2 separate regions of the Sus scrofa genome follow, and region 2 is linked to region 1. A link is a contact called in public HiChIP or PLAC-seq data. All regions are on one chromosome and are shown on one strand. Each heading gives the region's core, a stretch centred on a gene start, on an enhancer-like site or on the middle of the called end of the contact. The rest is flanking DNA. Distances are from core to core; before and after follow the strand shown.

Evidence for each region. HiChIP or PLAC-seq counts read pairs in DNA pulled down with a chosen protein or histone mark.
Region 2: a contact with region 1 is called in an H3K27ac HiChIP or PLAC-seq map of alveolar macrophages. The contact joins the promoter of TUBB4A here to the promoter of ADGRE1 in region 1. A contact is called at or near these places in 3 of 5 promoter capture datasets (fetal liver and liver), 2 of 47 Hi-C or Micro-C datasets (blood and skeletal muscle) and 1 of 2 datasets of contacts at active chromatin or transcription factors (alveolar macrophages).

Annotation. Positions count from the first base shown.
Region 1 is chr2:72,302,931-72,310,344 of Sscrofa11.1, forward strand. It overlaps ADGRE1 (adhesion G protein-coupled receptor E1), which reads right to left and starts at 2,995. Exons shown (of 42, transcript XM_021083974.1): 1 at 2,852-2,995. The coding sequence starts at 2,882.
Region 2 is chr2:72,595,589-72,603,002 of Sscrofa11.1, forward strand. It overlaps TUBB4A (tubulin beta-4A chain), which reads left to right and starts at 3,656. Exons shown (of 4, transcript XM_003480812.4): 1 at 3,656-4,342; 2 at 4,885-4,993; 3 at 5,092-5,202. The coding sequence starts at 4,286.

The sequences.
Region 1 (7,414 bases), core at 1,745-4,244:
CATGTCACTTCTGTTTTTCATTCTGTTTATATTATCTTCATTTTCTTTTCAAAGAGTTCTAGCTGATTTTCAAAAATATGCATTTAAGTATGCGTCCTCAAAGGGAACGACATCTCTCCTAAAAGGGCAAAACTGGAGTTCCCGTCATGGCGCAGTGGTTAACGAATTGGACTAGGATCCATGAGGTTGCAGGTTCGATCCCTGGCCTTGCTCAGTGGGTTAACGATCTGGCGTTGCCGTGAGCTCTGGTGTAGGTCACAGACATGGCTCGGATCCCGCGTTGCTGTGGCTCTGGCGTAGGCCAGCGGCTACAGCTCTGATTAGACCCCTAGCCTGGGAACCTCCATATGCGGCAGGATCGGCCCTAGAAAAGGCAAAAAGACAAAAAAAAAGAGAAAAAAAAAAGGGCAAAACTTGGTTCTTGGGGAAAGATGAAAAACATTGTACTCTTTTATATACAAGACACATAGATATACATATACCATATAAATAAATACACACTATATCTGTAGTATTATTTTTTTTGGTCTTTTGTCTATTTAGGGCCGCACCCACGGCATTTGGAGGTTCCCAGGATAGGGGCTGAATCAGCTACAGCTGCTGGCCTCCACCACAGCCACAGCAACACCAGATCTGAGCTGCAACTGTGACCTACACCACAGTTCACGGTAATGCCGGCCCCTTAACCCACTGAGCGAGGCCAGGGATCGAACCCGCGTCCTCATGGATGCTAGTCTTGTTCATGATGCTAGTCTTGTTCATTAACCACTGAGCCACGATGGGAACTCCTGTAGTATTAATTTTTTTGGGGAGAGTAAGACAATTCATTTTTTTTAATGTCTAAAAGGCAGCCCAGTCCCCCGTATTTAGTTCCTCTCCAACTACATCATCATCATCACCCTCATCATCACCATCATCTTCAGCATCACCATCACCAGTCTCACCAGCATCTTCACCACCACCATCATCATCCCCATCATTATCATCACTGCTATCAACCTCATCATTATCTTCAGCATCACCATCATCACCACCACCATCATCATTATCCCCATCATCATCATCACCATCACCAGTGTCATCACCACCACTCTTTGTTTCTTGCGGGCAGAATAAAGAGTGCTAATGGCAGGGAGTTCCCGTGGCGCAGTGGTTAACGAATCTAACTAGGAACCATGAGATTGCAGGTTCGATCCCTGGGCTTGCTCAGCGGGTTAAGGATCCGCGTTGCTGTGAGCTGTGGTGTAGGTGGCAGATGCAGCTCAGATCCCACATTGCTGTGGCTCTGGCGTAGGCCGGTGGCTACAGCTCCGATTTGACCCCTGTCCTGGGAACCTCCATATGCCGTGGGAGCAGCCCAAGAAATGGTAAAAAGACAAAAAAAAAAGAGTGCTAATGGCTAATCCCAGTGCTGACACCCCCAAAGAAACAAGGCCACAATTCAGGATTTGGGGTCCACAGTCACCTGCTCTTTCTAATGAAACCTGCCACTCAACAAGTCTCACAAACCTAAACTTCCAACTTCCCTCAGTATCACTAATTGAAATTTCTCTTGCTCTTTAGTTATTTTAGAGGCAACAGAGCATCATGTTTAAGCATATCAACTCTGACATCACATGTTTGGTGTCAAAATCTAGCTTCACCAATTACAGACTGTGCGGCCTTGGGAAAGTTACTTAATTTCTTTGTGCCTATGTTTTCTCTTATGTGTAATAAGGGAAACAAATCCACTGTACAACAGCTGAGGAAACCCACACTTGTTGCTTAGAAAAGGTCTCCTATTCTTAGATTTGAACCAATGATGAAAACTCACAAGACCCATGAAGGGAACAATGACATGAAAAAAGCAAGACCAAGAAAAACTGACACCTGAAGAAAAAGAAATAAAAGAACAGGAAAGGAGTTCTCATCTTGGAGCAGCAGAAATGAATCTGACTAGTGTACATGAGGACGTGAGTTTGATCCCTGGCCTCGCTCAGTGGGTTAAGGATCCAGCGTTGCTGGGAGCTGTAGTGTTGGTCACAGATGCAGCTTGGATCCTGCATTGCTGTGGCTGTGGTGTAGGCCAGCAGCTGTTGCTCTGATTCAACCTCTGGCCTGGGAACTTCCATAAGCTGTGGGTGCAGCCCTAAAAAGAAAAGAAAGAAAGAAAGAAAGAAAAGAAATACCTTCCCTGGTTTCCTCCTTCTATATAACCCCCGATCACACTATACGACAGCTTCTTTCATAGCTCTTATCACCCCTGGAATGCCCCGTTTTATATATTCTTCGGAGCAGCATAGTTTAGGAATAAAACATACAGACTCTGGAACCAGGCTGGCTTTAAAACCCTGGCTCTACTCCCTTATTACATAAGTGGTCTTGGGCAAGTTATTCAATTTCTTTTACCTCATTTTTTTCTCCTTTGTAAAATGGGACTGTTTCAGGACCCAATATCAGAGGAATTTAGTGAAGACTGAATATGTTCTCTATTTGAGGAACTTAGAACAGTGCTAAGTGAGTGGTTGCTATTACCGTTAGTGGCTTCCTTTCTGCCTACCTCTTCCTGCTGGTAAGTCAGCCTCACAGGGCAGGAACTTTGTCTGTTCACTGCTCTATCCTCAGTGCCTAGAACGGCAGCTGGTACACGGTGGGTGCTCAGAAAATACATGCCAAATGAAGGACTATAAAGAAATTCTTTCTTGGCAGATGAATTCCCTGATTTTTATCAAAGCTTTCCTGATGAAGATGTTTGCAGTGTCCAGTCTAGAATTATGATCTCTTGGCTGGATAGCCCAAGGCCCTCCCTTTTCCCTGCAGCCTATATCCAGTGTAATCTTCCCCCGGACTCCCTAGTCAGCCTCATACTCACCCCAAAAGAGAAGGAAACTGAAGCTCCACATCTTGCTGTGTTTCTGTCATTCGAAGAGGAGAATCTTTTCTCTGTTCCCAGAGTTTTTAATAACAGAGGGTGTGGAGAGAGGGGAAGGGCAGAGCCAGCATTGCTCAATGCAACCAGAGCATCACAGCCCTTTTTGCTGAGTTGCCACCACTCGGAAAGGACAGTGTAGCAAACCCCTAATTTTCTCCTTTCTCCACAGTGTAGAGAGGTTGGTCTGGCTGGTGGGTCAGTGTGTGGATCCATCTCCCTCTCTCTCTCTCTCTTTCCTTCCTGCTGGATTCTTTCTTTCTTTTTTTTTTTTTTTAATTGCAGCATAGTTAATTTACAATGTATACACATATATATTCTTTTTCAGCCTTTCCATTACAGGTTATTATAAGATACTGAGTATAATTTACTGTGCTATATAGTAGGTCCTTGTTGTTTATCTCTTTTATATACAGTAGTGTGTATATGTTAATCCCAAACTCCTCATTTATCTCCCCCTTCCACTTTGTTCTTTCCCCACCAACATCTATCTCCCATTTCTCATCATCTTATTTTATTGCACCCAGTAATAAATGAGCTTCCACCATCTATCCCCAATGAAGCAAGACCAAAACTCAAGGGTCCTTTCCCAGTTTTCCCCGTACAATAACCACCATAAACCTCAAGTACCAGGCACTGTGCTAAATATGTTTCCAAGAAAATTTAATTTCATCGCCATGTCAGCATCATCAAGTAGGGATTCCTACCCCTACCTATCTCATTTAAAAATACAATAGAATGGAAATTGCAACTACCAACCCCAAGCTCCCTGTCAACTATTACATTTAGAATGGATGAGCTAAGCAATGGGGTCCTGGCTGCACAGCACAAGGAAATATGTCCAGTCTCTTGGAATAGAACATGACGGAAGACAGTATGAAAAAAAGAATGTATATACATGTATGTTTGGGTCACTATGCTGTGCAGCAGAAATTGATACAACGCTGTAAATCAACTACACTCTAATAAAAAATAAAGAAAGAAAAGTTAAAAATAAAGATGCTAGAAACAAAAAAGAAAAAAGGAAACTGAGGCTTGGAGAGAAGATGTGTCTTGTCCAAGACTACCTGGACTTGAGATTTGAATCCAGGACCCTCTGACCCCAAAGACTAGAACTTTCACCATTTTGTTTGCCTTCAGCTCCCCATAATATCTGATCACTGTCGGTGACACTCCCACTCCATCCCCCCTCCCCAAGCCCAACCGAAGACACACATACACATGCAACTTCTCATAAACAGGGTGGCCTAGGAATATCTTAGTTAGGGTCTCCCAGATGCAGAGGCTGAGACAAGGCGTCTAGTGAAAGCAGTTCATCAGGGAGGTGACCCCAAAAACGCTCCAGCTGAGGATGGGAGAAGTGAGAGAAGGAAGGAAAAGAGCCCACAATGAATGTTATCCAGTAAGTTACCCAGTAAAAAACTGAAACTGAAACAGAGGTTGAGGACATCTGTGCTATGTAGTAGGTCCTTGTTGTTTCTCTCGTTTATATGTAATTGTGTGTATATGTTAATCCCAAACTACCTAAGAGACAGCCTAAAGCACCCTCTTCAGACTTATCCCAAACGAGGCGGGTGAGGGAGCTGGGGTATTTATCCACCAGATGCTGTCGGTCACTGATTGAGGCTTGTGTTAACTTAAGACCTGGCCTCCAAGCAGATAGAATGCGCTCCAGACCATAGCCCTGTTGATGACAAAATGCAGTGGCTGGCAGATGTCAGGCTAGGGCACCCAAATCCTGTGCTCCAAGATAAAACAGAAGGGCAAAGCCCAGCCCTGAGGTCTTGGGAAGAAGAGCCCCATTTGTTTTCATATTCTCCTTTTTCGCTCTGGGCAAGGCAAAATACCTACCCTGGAATTATGGTCACCGAAGAAGATTCATCAACAGCTCCATCTGTGGATCAAGAGACCCTATCCAGTGAAGCTGCAGCTAAGAACGAGCACGAAAATACAGCAAAGCCCTCCAAGAAGGAGGATAAACAGAGCTGTGTTACATTTAAGAGACACACTGGTGGATCAACACAGACCCTAGCACCAGATCGCAGGGGATTTAAATCCCGACTCCACCACTTGCTAGTCATATGCGGTCCTGGGCAACTTCTTAATGTCTCTATGCCTCAACATTCCCATCTGTAAAATGGGGCTGATAAAAGGAGAATCTATTTCATGGAGTTAAGATGAGCATCAGAGGAGTGGGTATATATCTCACGCTTAGAACCAAGCCTGGCACATAGAGAAAACTCCAAGATGTGGCTATTACTCAAATTCTTTGATATTTCTCCCTTCCAGAGGGGGAACCCAGTTTTTCTCTCCTTGAATATGAGCTGGACTCAGTGACTTGCTTCCAAGGAACAGGAAAAGGAAGATGTGACGTGTGGCCTCTGAAACATCTGAAAGTCATTGTGGCTTCCCCCTCGCTCTTACTTTCCAGGATCATTCAGTTGGGGGAAGCTAGTTATCGTATTGTGAGTTCACTCAAGCAGCGTGATAGAGAAGCCCTCATGAGGAGGAACTGAGATTCCAGCCAAAACCTTGACTGTGACCTCATAAGACACTCTGATCCAGCCCCACCCAGCTAAGCCACCTCTAGATTCCTGACCCTCAGAAACTGTAAGAAAATAAAAGTTTGTTGTTTGAAGCTGTTACATTTGGAGGAGAGATGTGTTACACTGCAGGAGATAACTGATACGCTTAGAACCAATTGTCCTTGTCAATTAAAAAAAGGATAACAATAACATCATAAGAGTTTGAGGTTTGCTGGAATAAAACCTTAAAGTTCTACCTGGCAAAATAATGCCCACTAATATCAGTAATTCTTGTTATTATTATTATCCCATTAGGCTAAGTGGTCACAGCTACTCATTGGCATCTGTTCCTGGGTACCAGCAAGGACAGAAGTCAGCAACCCATTTCATGCAAGACCATCTAATGTGGGTGAGAAAGTTTAGACTTTCTCTGCTGGGCAATAAAGGGATTTCAGCAAAGGAGTAACCATCCTGTTGGTAGTTTACAACACTCGTGTTGTGTAGACAGGATGTGGTCATGGGTGGGGAGATGGGGAGAAGAACATAGCGACAAGCTCGTCTAGGGCACGGGTTGTGGAGACAGAGAGGAATTTAGGAAGCAGGAAAAGCAGAATGGGGGGAATGCATGCATGTGGGTGGGGGAGTCTAAAGCAGAAGGAGGAATTGACCTCTGGACATTGGGCTACAGAATTGAAAGTTCTTCCCATCCGGCCCAGGCTCCTTCTCGGGGTGGGATGGGATGGGATGAAATGGTGGAGGAGTTTTCCCGCTACTGCCAAAACAAATCGCCACAAACATATGGCTTGAAACAATACAAATGCAATACACGACAGGTCGGGAGGTCAGGGTCCCCGATGAGTCTTAGGAGGCTGAAATCAAGATATCCATGGGGGCTCCTAGAGGCTCTGGGGAGAAGTCCATTCCCTGTCTTTGACAGCTTCTGGAGGATGCCCATATTCCTTCGCATTCCAAAGCCCCTTCCTCCATCTGCACAGGCGGTGTAGTATCTCAAAATCTCTCTCCTCTCCCTCTCTCTCTCCTTCTCCCTCTTTCTCCCTCTCTTTCACTCTCTCTCCCTTCCTCCCTCCTTCCCTCTCTCCCTCTCTTTCTCTCCCTCCCTCCCTCCTCTCCCTCTCTCACACATACACACATACAAACACACACACATTTGCTCCATGGATGGATGGATGGATAGGTAGGTGGATTGGTGGGTGGGTAAGATATAGATGGATCAATGGATGAATAAACAGGTAAGTAGATGTGTGTATTATGCTTTGATAGAGAGAGAGAGAGATTGCTCTCATTCTCTAGATACATTTCTCTCATTCTCTCTATCCTCAATTTCTCTCTCTCCCCCACCTCTCCCTCCCCTTTCCTCTCTGACCCTCCCTCCGCTCCCTTAAAAGGACTTTGTGATTCCATTAGACCTACTCAGATAATCCGCAATAATCTCCTATCTCAAAATCTTTAACTTCACTGCACTTGCAAAGCCCCCTTGGCAGTGTAAGGTATATATGTACAGCTTTCCAGGAGTGGGATATGGACAACCTGGTGGGAATTAGGGGGAATTTCATTATTCTACCTACTGAAGGTGGGGTCTGGGGTCCTGGTGCGTGACTGAGGATGGCAAGATGCCAGTCACCCTTCAAATCCAAAAGAGGTGACCAAGGCTATGAACTCTGGACCACAGAGATCCTCCAGGATGAGGGCAGGTAGCAGGCGTGAGGGGAGAAAAAAGGGAAGGAAATGCACAATTGGAGCCACATGGCTTGCAGAAGCCTAACCCCTTGTGACTTTCCCAGCAAAGAGGAAATTGAGAGATACTCAAGAAGTCATCTGAGGGTGTAATAGGAAAGAACAAATCTGACTCCATATTAGACCTGTTCCTTTTACTTTAACCTTTGTGTCCTGTTGTTTTCCCTGAAAGAATGTTACCTAGAGCCTGAAATTCATCCCCCAGCCTGCATAGTCTCAAGCCTCT
Region 2 (7,414 bases), core at 2,406-4,905, 290 kb after region 1:
GTGGCTGTGGTGTAGGCCGGCAGCTACATCTCTGAATTGACCCCTAGCCTGGAAATTTCCATATGCCCTAGGTGCGGCCCTAAAAAAAATAATAAAATAAAATTTAAAATTTCTTTTTCTTTTTAGGATGGCACCTGCAGCATATGGAAGTTTCCAGGCTAGGGGTCAAATCAGAGCTGCAGCTGCCAGCCTACGCCACAGCCACAGCAATGCTGGATCCCAGATGCATCTACGACCCACGCCGCAGCTTGTGGCAACACCATATCCTTAACCCACTGAGTAAGGCCAGGGATCGAACTGCATCCTTGGGGACACTGTGTTGGTTGTGTTCCAACATAGTTGGGTTCCAACACGCTAAGTTGGGTTCTTAACCTGTGGAGCCACAATGGGAACTCTGAAGATGATGTTTAAAGAAGGGGCTTTTGTTTGTTTTCTGTTTTCCACTTCAAAATCAAGAGCTCAACCTCTACTTTTTGAGGACTTCCCAATGAGACTGACCTGGTTTGATTGGAGAGCTGACACTGGCAAGAAGTAGGGGTACTAGGCCACAGCTGGAGCCTACCTGAATGATCTCCCCTGAACCTTGTGAAACCACTCACCATCTCACAATTCTCCCAAAGCCGGGGTGCAGTGTCTAGCACGAGGTTCTCTTCCAATAATGGTTTCAGGGGCCCGCAGCTGCTACCCTCTTTAGAGGCTGAAATCCATTTCCATTCAAAACTGGCAGGCTCAGACAGGCAGGGAGGCACAAAAGCCCAGCCCTGGTTGAGTCCCTCTGGATTCTCAGGGTTTCAAGGCACTGCCCACCCAACCCCACCTCCACCCCTGTCCCTGCCTTCCAGTTTTATGTACAGGCCAGTTCCTAGGGACAGAAAATCTGGCTCCTGGAGTTCCCATCGTGGCGCAGTGGTTAACGAATCCGACTAGGAACCATGAGGTTGCGGGTTCGATCCCTGCCCTTGCTCAGTGGGTTAACGATCCGGCGTTGCCGTGAGCTGTGGTGTAGGTTGCAGACGCGGCTCGGATCCCGCGTTGCTGTGGCTCTGGCGTAGGCCGGTGGCTACAGCTCCGATTCAGCCCCTAGCCTGGGAACCTCCATATGCCGTGGGAGCGGCCCAAGAAATAGCAACAATAACAACAACAACAACAACAAAAAAGACAAAAGACAAAAAAAAAAAAAAAAAAAAAAGAAAATCTGGCTCCTATGACCTACCATCCAGCTCCTTCTCTTATCCCTAGCTCTGTTCACTGGCTGCCTCCTACGATGCCATCTTTGGATTCTTGCAGGGAGCTTTGATGGCTTTCTGGGTGGTAAGAGATGGCATGAGACACCTGGGTACCAGCGATGGTTTGCTTGCCTGGGAACCATTGGGTACACCTGGCACTTCTCATCTGCCAGGTCGGGAGTCCAGGAGAGGCCAGACGGGAGGGAGTGGCCAAGGGGTGTCAGTGAGGTCAGCTCACCCCAACCCCTCCCACTCCATCCCTGCAGGCTTTCTACCTCTCTGGCAATGCCAGATCCCAGAAGCTCCAGGTGCTAGAAGGCTGCCTGTCCCCTGCTCCTCAACTTCATCCCCCTTTCCCCTCTATGGATTCTTCCCCTGAGCATCCTCAGGAAGCCCAAGAGCTGTCCCGATGCAGAGAAAGATCAGAGTCACCCACCCCCTGCAGGGCCTCGTCTTGCCAGGGAACTATCCCTTCCCAGATGGGCTAATCCAAGAAGCCCCACCTCTGTGGAGTTCAGCCCTCACCCCAAATCACCCTAGGAGGTGACACAGGAAACCCCATTTTTCTGGGGCTGAGTCCTAAGTCAGCCCCTCCCAGCAGGGCCTTCCATAAAAACATAAGTGTTTTTATGACTCTTGATATTTAAAAAAAAATTTAAATGCCATACAGAGTCTCTGAATTTGTTTTGATGTTAACATGGGTTAGTGGACCTCCTACTGCAATCCAGGAACTGTGTGTCTCAGAGATCAATTTTAACATTTGCACTGGGTGATAACCTCATAAGTCTAAATCAGGTTTCTCTACCGTGGCTTCGGCCAATGATCTTTGGGGCCAGATAATTCTCTGCTGCAGAAACAGTCCTGTGCACTGCAGGATGTTGAGCAATATCCCTAGGCTCCACCCACTGGATGCCAGTAACATCCCCAAGATGTAATGATCAAAAATGTCTCCAGCAAACTATTGCCTTTGGAGTGGATAAGCAATGAGATCCTGCTATATAGCACTGGGAACTATATCTAGTCACTTATGATGGAGCATGATGGAGGATAATGGGAGAAAAAGAATGTATATTTGACTGGGTCACCTTGCTGTACAGAAGAAAATTGACAGAACACTGTGAACTAACTATAATGGAAAAAATAAAGATCATTTTAAAATGTTTCCAGGCATAAATGTAATAAAATTCATTGAGTTTTAAAAAAAAAAATGTCTCCGGGGAGTTCCCCGACCACCTAGCAGGCTAGGGATCTGGTGTTGTCACTACTGTGGGGTGGGTCACTGCAGTGGCACGGGTTTAATCCCTGACCCAGGGGACTTTTATATGTGCAAGGTGTGGCTGGGGGGAAAAAAAAAACAACAACCCTGCCTCCAGACACTGTCAAGTGTCCCCCTGGGGCAGAACTGCTCCCAGCTGAGAACCACAAAATTAAAAACCACTGGCAACAGATGCAAACTATTGCCTTTGGAATGGATAAGCAATGAGATCCTGCTGTATAGCACTGGGAACTATATCTAGTCACTTATGATGGGGTGTGATGGACGATAATGTGAGAAAAAGAATGTATACATGTATGTGTGACTGGGTCACTTTGCTGTACGGTAGAAAATTGCCAGAACACTGTAACCCAGCTATAATGGAAAACATAAAAATCATTTAAAAAAAGAAACCACTGGTAAGAAAGTGAGGTGCCAGCCATACAGCAGACCTGACTAACCCCACCCCCACCCCACAGTAGCCAGAAGCCATGGAGGATAAAGAGGAGGCTTCCTCGACCCCTGAGGCGGAGGCTGCCAAAAGAAGGTGGCCACAAGAGGTCTGACCTTCACTTTCGGGGCAGCACAGGATGTCTTGCCCAGTATTACAGTCATAATCATTGTAATACTAATAGCTACAATTTATTGAGGGGAAACTGGGGCCATTCTGCTGTGAACTGGGCCCTCTCTTGGATCCTCCCAACCACCTGGGGGCCAGGCATTCTTTTTTTTTTTTTTGAGGTCAGGCATTCTTGACTCCCCATCTTGCAGTAAATTCAGCTACGGAGAGGCAAAGTAGCCAGTGTAAGGTCAGAGACTAATTAGAAATGCAAAGGCAGGGATTTTGCAATGAATTAGAACAATGCATTGTAATGAATTAGAACAATGGAGCAGAGAGGTTTTAATCTGGGCGGGAGCAAGGAAGTCCCCCAGGGATCCTTTACACCCTCCCCCCAATAGGTAATCCAGCTGTAAATCTTAATCTTTGCTGTTCCACCCCAGGCAAAGCTGAGGGTGACCCCACGTGCAACAGATCCAAAGCCCAAGAGAGGTGTCCAGGGGGAGCGCACAGTACCCTCCCCCAAACCTCCATCAGTTTCTGCAAGTCTCCCTAGTCAAACATGGAAGGAAAATCGGGGTTTTACTTACTACACAATTACAAGATCAGTCCGGCAGGAACTGACCGCCCCCAACCTCCCCAAACAGATGGCTACTCCGGAGCGCCCAGCTCGGCCCGGCTAGGAGCCCTCCCAGTTAAAGCGAAGGCACTAAATGGAATGGGGAAGGAGGCCTGGGACAGAGAAACTGAGGCAGGGCCGCTTGGAGGAAGAGGGAGAAGCAGGATCTCCCCGCGGCTTGTTTACTGGACGCTCGCTCTCCCTCTCCACCCTCGACCCATCCCCGCAAGACCCGGATCGCCAGGCCCGGCTTGGAGAGGGGTGGGGGAGGCAGATGGTACTGACGGCGTCTGAGGAGCTTCGCCCCCACCGCCCGGGGTGGGGTCGCACAGGGCCACCTCGCGTCTCAGCCCCGGGCCCGGGAGGTCTCCAGGAGGCAGGGGAGGGGGATCGAGAAGGATCTCTCCATCCATTCCAGCACCCTCGGTCCCGGGGCGGGACCAGGGGGCGGAGCGGGCCAGTGACCGGCCGTGACGCGAGCCCCGCCTGCTCATATAGAGGCGCCTGGGGGGGCGCAGGGACCGAGCTTCGCCGTCGCCACCGCCGCCGCATCCACCTTCAGCCCCGCCACCGCAGTTACCAGAACCCTCGCCACCACCGCCTCGACCACCGCCAGGGCCACCATCATGCGAGAGATCGTGCACCTGCAAGCCGGCCAGTGCGGCAACCAGATCGGAGCCAAGGTGTGCAGGGGACCCGGGCCGAGGACGATGCCGATGCCGAGAAATGTGGAGTGCGGTCTGCCGAGCTCCGCAGAGCTCCTCCGCCGCGGGTCTTTGGGCGGGGGGACCGGTCACCCAGGAGGCCAGCACCCCAGGGACGGTGGGGGAGGGACGCGGGGGGCAGGGCCAAGCTGGGAACAAAGAGGCCGGTGGGGGTGGGGCCCTAGCCTTCGGTCCGCTTGCCGCAGCTGGCTTCACAGCTGGCCCCCCATGCCCTCCACACGCACAAAGAGATCCCGCCCCTCCCCGAGGCAGCGGCCAGGGAGTGCTGACACCAGCCCGCTAGGCTGGGGTGGTGACTCTGCTTCACCCTGCCCCCACCTCTCCCTTCTTGCTGCCTCATCCTTGCCTCCCCACTATGCCTTATGTCCCCATTCACCTTGCTGAGGGACAGGTAGACAGCTAGAAAGTGGTTGCGGGTCCTGAGAGCAGACGATGGAGATGGGGGCAGACCTGGCCACCGGTTTCCCCTTACTTGGTCCTTGCCACCATCACCCATCTAGTTTTGGGAGGTGATCAGTGATGAGCATGGCATTGATCCCACTGGCACATACCACGGGGACAGCGACCTGCAGTTGGAGAGGATCAACGTCTACTACAATGAGGCCACAGGTAAGGAGTGGGGGTGCACCTGCAGGAGTGGGGGTGGGGAGGGACAGGATGCTGGTTCCTGGCGCTGACCAAGCTTCTCTCCATCTGCTTCACTGCAGGAGGAAATTATGTCCCCAGAGCTGTGCTGGTGGACCTGGAGCCGGGCACCATGGACTCCGTCCGCTCAGGTCCCTTTGGCCAGATCTTTCGACCTGACAACTTTGTGTTTGGTAAGTCACGGCCCTGGGACACAGGCAGAGGAGCCCGCATTGATCCTTTCACTTGCACATGGCTTGGAGAAAATTCTCCACCTAGCATTTGGACTCAACGGTGACCACAGGGACCCGGAGCCCAGCAGGGAAGGCAGACACACAGACCACCATGGGAGCCCAGGTGGGAGGCACCTTATACAATGGAGAGGGGAGGCGCCAGGGAGGGAAGGCTTCCCAGAGGAGGTGGCATTTTCATTTAACAATATGGACCTGAGCCAGACCACAGCCCACAAATCCCAGCTCTGCCACTTCATGCAGTTGACAGATACTTACTGAGCACCTACTGCATACCAGGCCCTATACATCTCCTAGAGAGACAGCTAAGAACAAAGCTCTCTGCCCCCACCCCCATTCCCCTGAACCTGATATCCTTGTGCAAGAGAGTATAAATAAGTCAAGCTCAGCCACTGACTGAGTCAGCTGGGTGATTCTGGACAGTCTCCTCAATCTCTCTGTGCCTCAATCTTTTGTTTTGTTTTCTTGGCCACACCCACTGCATGCAGAAGTTCTCCGGCCGCAGCTGTGGCAATGCTGGATCCTTAACCACTAGGCCATCGAAGAACTCCCTTGTCTTTTTTTTTTTTTCCCTCGTCTTTAACACAGGGATTATACAAAGACTTTTCAGGATTGTGAGGCTTAAAGCCATTAATATATATAAAGAATTTACAACAGGGAGTTCCCGTTGTGGCGCAGTGGTTAACGAATCCCACTAGGAACCATGAGGTTGCGGGTTCGGTCCCTGCCCTTGCTCAGTGGGTTAACGATCCGGCGTTGCCATGAGCTGTGGTGTAGGTTGCAGACGTGGCTCGGATCCCAAGTTGCTGTGGCTCTGGCGTAGGCTGGCGGCTCCAGCTCCATTTCAACCCCTAGCCTGGGAACCTCCATATGCCACAGGAGCAGCCCAAAGAAATAGCAAAAAGACAAAAAAAAAAAAAAAAACAACTTACAACAGTGGCTAGTTCACAGAGGGGAAGAGAAGCAGTTGATGCTTTGTTGTGGTTTGTATTATCATTACCACTATTAATATCTGCAGCCTACAAAGTGAGTAGGACTTGGGTTGACTGAGGTGCAAGGAAGCAAGGAAAGATGTGCCAGACAGAGGGAACAGCATGTATAAAGACCATGAGCACTTTTGGAGACCTCAGATTCAAGGGGCATTCACCCTCCATGAACAATCCTCTAGGAAACATTTCCAGCTACCTTTAGGTCAAGCTAAATGCACCCCCCTCCCCACCTGACCTCAGGTCCCAGGCTCCTCCTCTTCCAGCACCTCTCCTCCTTAATGCATGATAGTTTAATCTGGAGTCCACGGATTGGTGGGACAAGCTGTGTGACCTTGGACAAGTGAATTTCCCTCTCTGGTCTGTGCAAAAATTCAGGAAGATGATGATTCTGTGTGGGTGTGGCACACAATAGGTCATCAGGAAATGGCCATGGAGAGGCTAAATGAGGTTGGCCAATGGATGTGAGTGGTTCTAGGATACTCTCAGGCAGCTCCAGTCCGGCCATAAGGTTCTTTGGCCTCTGGGAGGTGAGCCAGGGAAGGTGGTGGTAAAAGTGTGGACTCAGGAGCCAGACCATCTGGTTTAAATCCTAATCTCTCAGAGGAGGTGACACTGAAGAGAGACCTGAAGGAAGTCCTGGGAGTACCTGGGGGGAGAGCATTCCAGGCAGAGGGAACAGCCTATGCGAAGGCCCTGGTGTGTTGGAGGAACAGTAAGAAGGCCCATGTGGCTGGAGCAGAGTGAGGGGGAGAGAGGGAGGAGAGGAGGGCAGGGAGGGGACAGGGACAGAAACAGGCCATGCAGGGCCTTTAGGCTACAGGAAGGACTTGGGCTTTTATCCCAGGGAGCTGGGAACCCAGGTGGGCTGTGGGCAGAGGGAAAGGGCATGCCTCGGAAGCTCACAGGGTGCCCCCTGGCGGCCACAAGGAGAACAGACTGGGGGATGCTGTGGACTCCAGCTGGAGGGACCCAGGCAGAAGCACTGGTCTGATTCAGATGGGCGATGAGGGAGCTAGACCCAGGTGGAAACAGAGGAGGGGGCAAGAATAAATGTTACCTGTTCACAAAAATACCAGCCAATAGCTATTCTAATCCTAATCCTTGTCCTGTGGAGCTTGCATTCTCCTGTAAGATGACAGACAATAAATATGATTAATTTTAAAAAA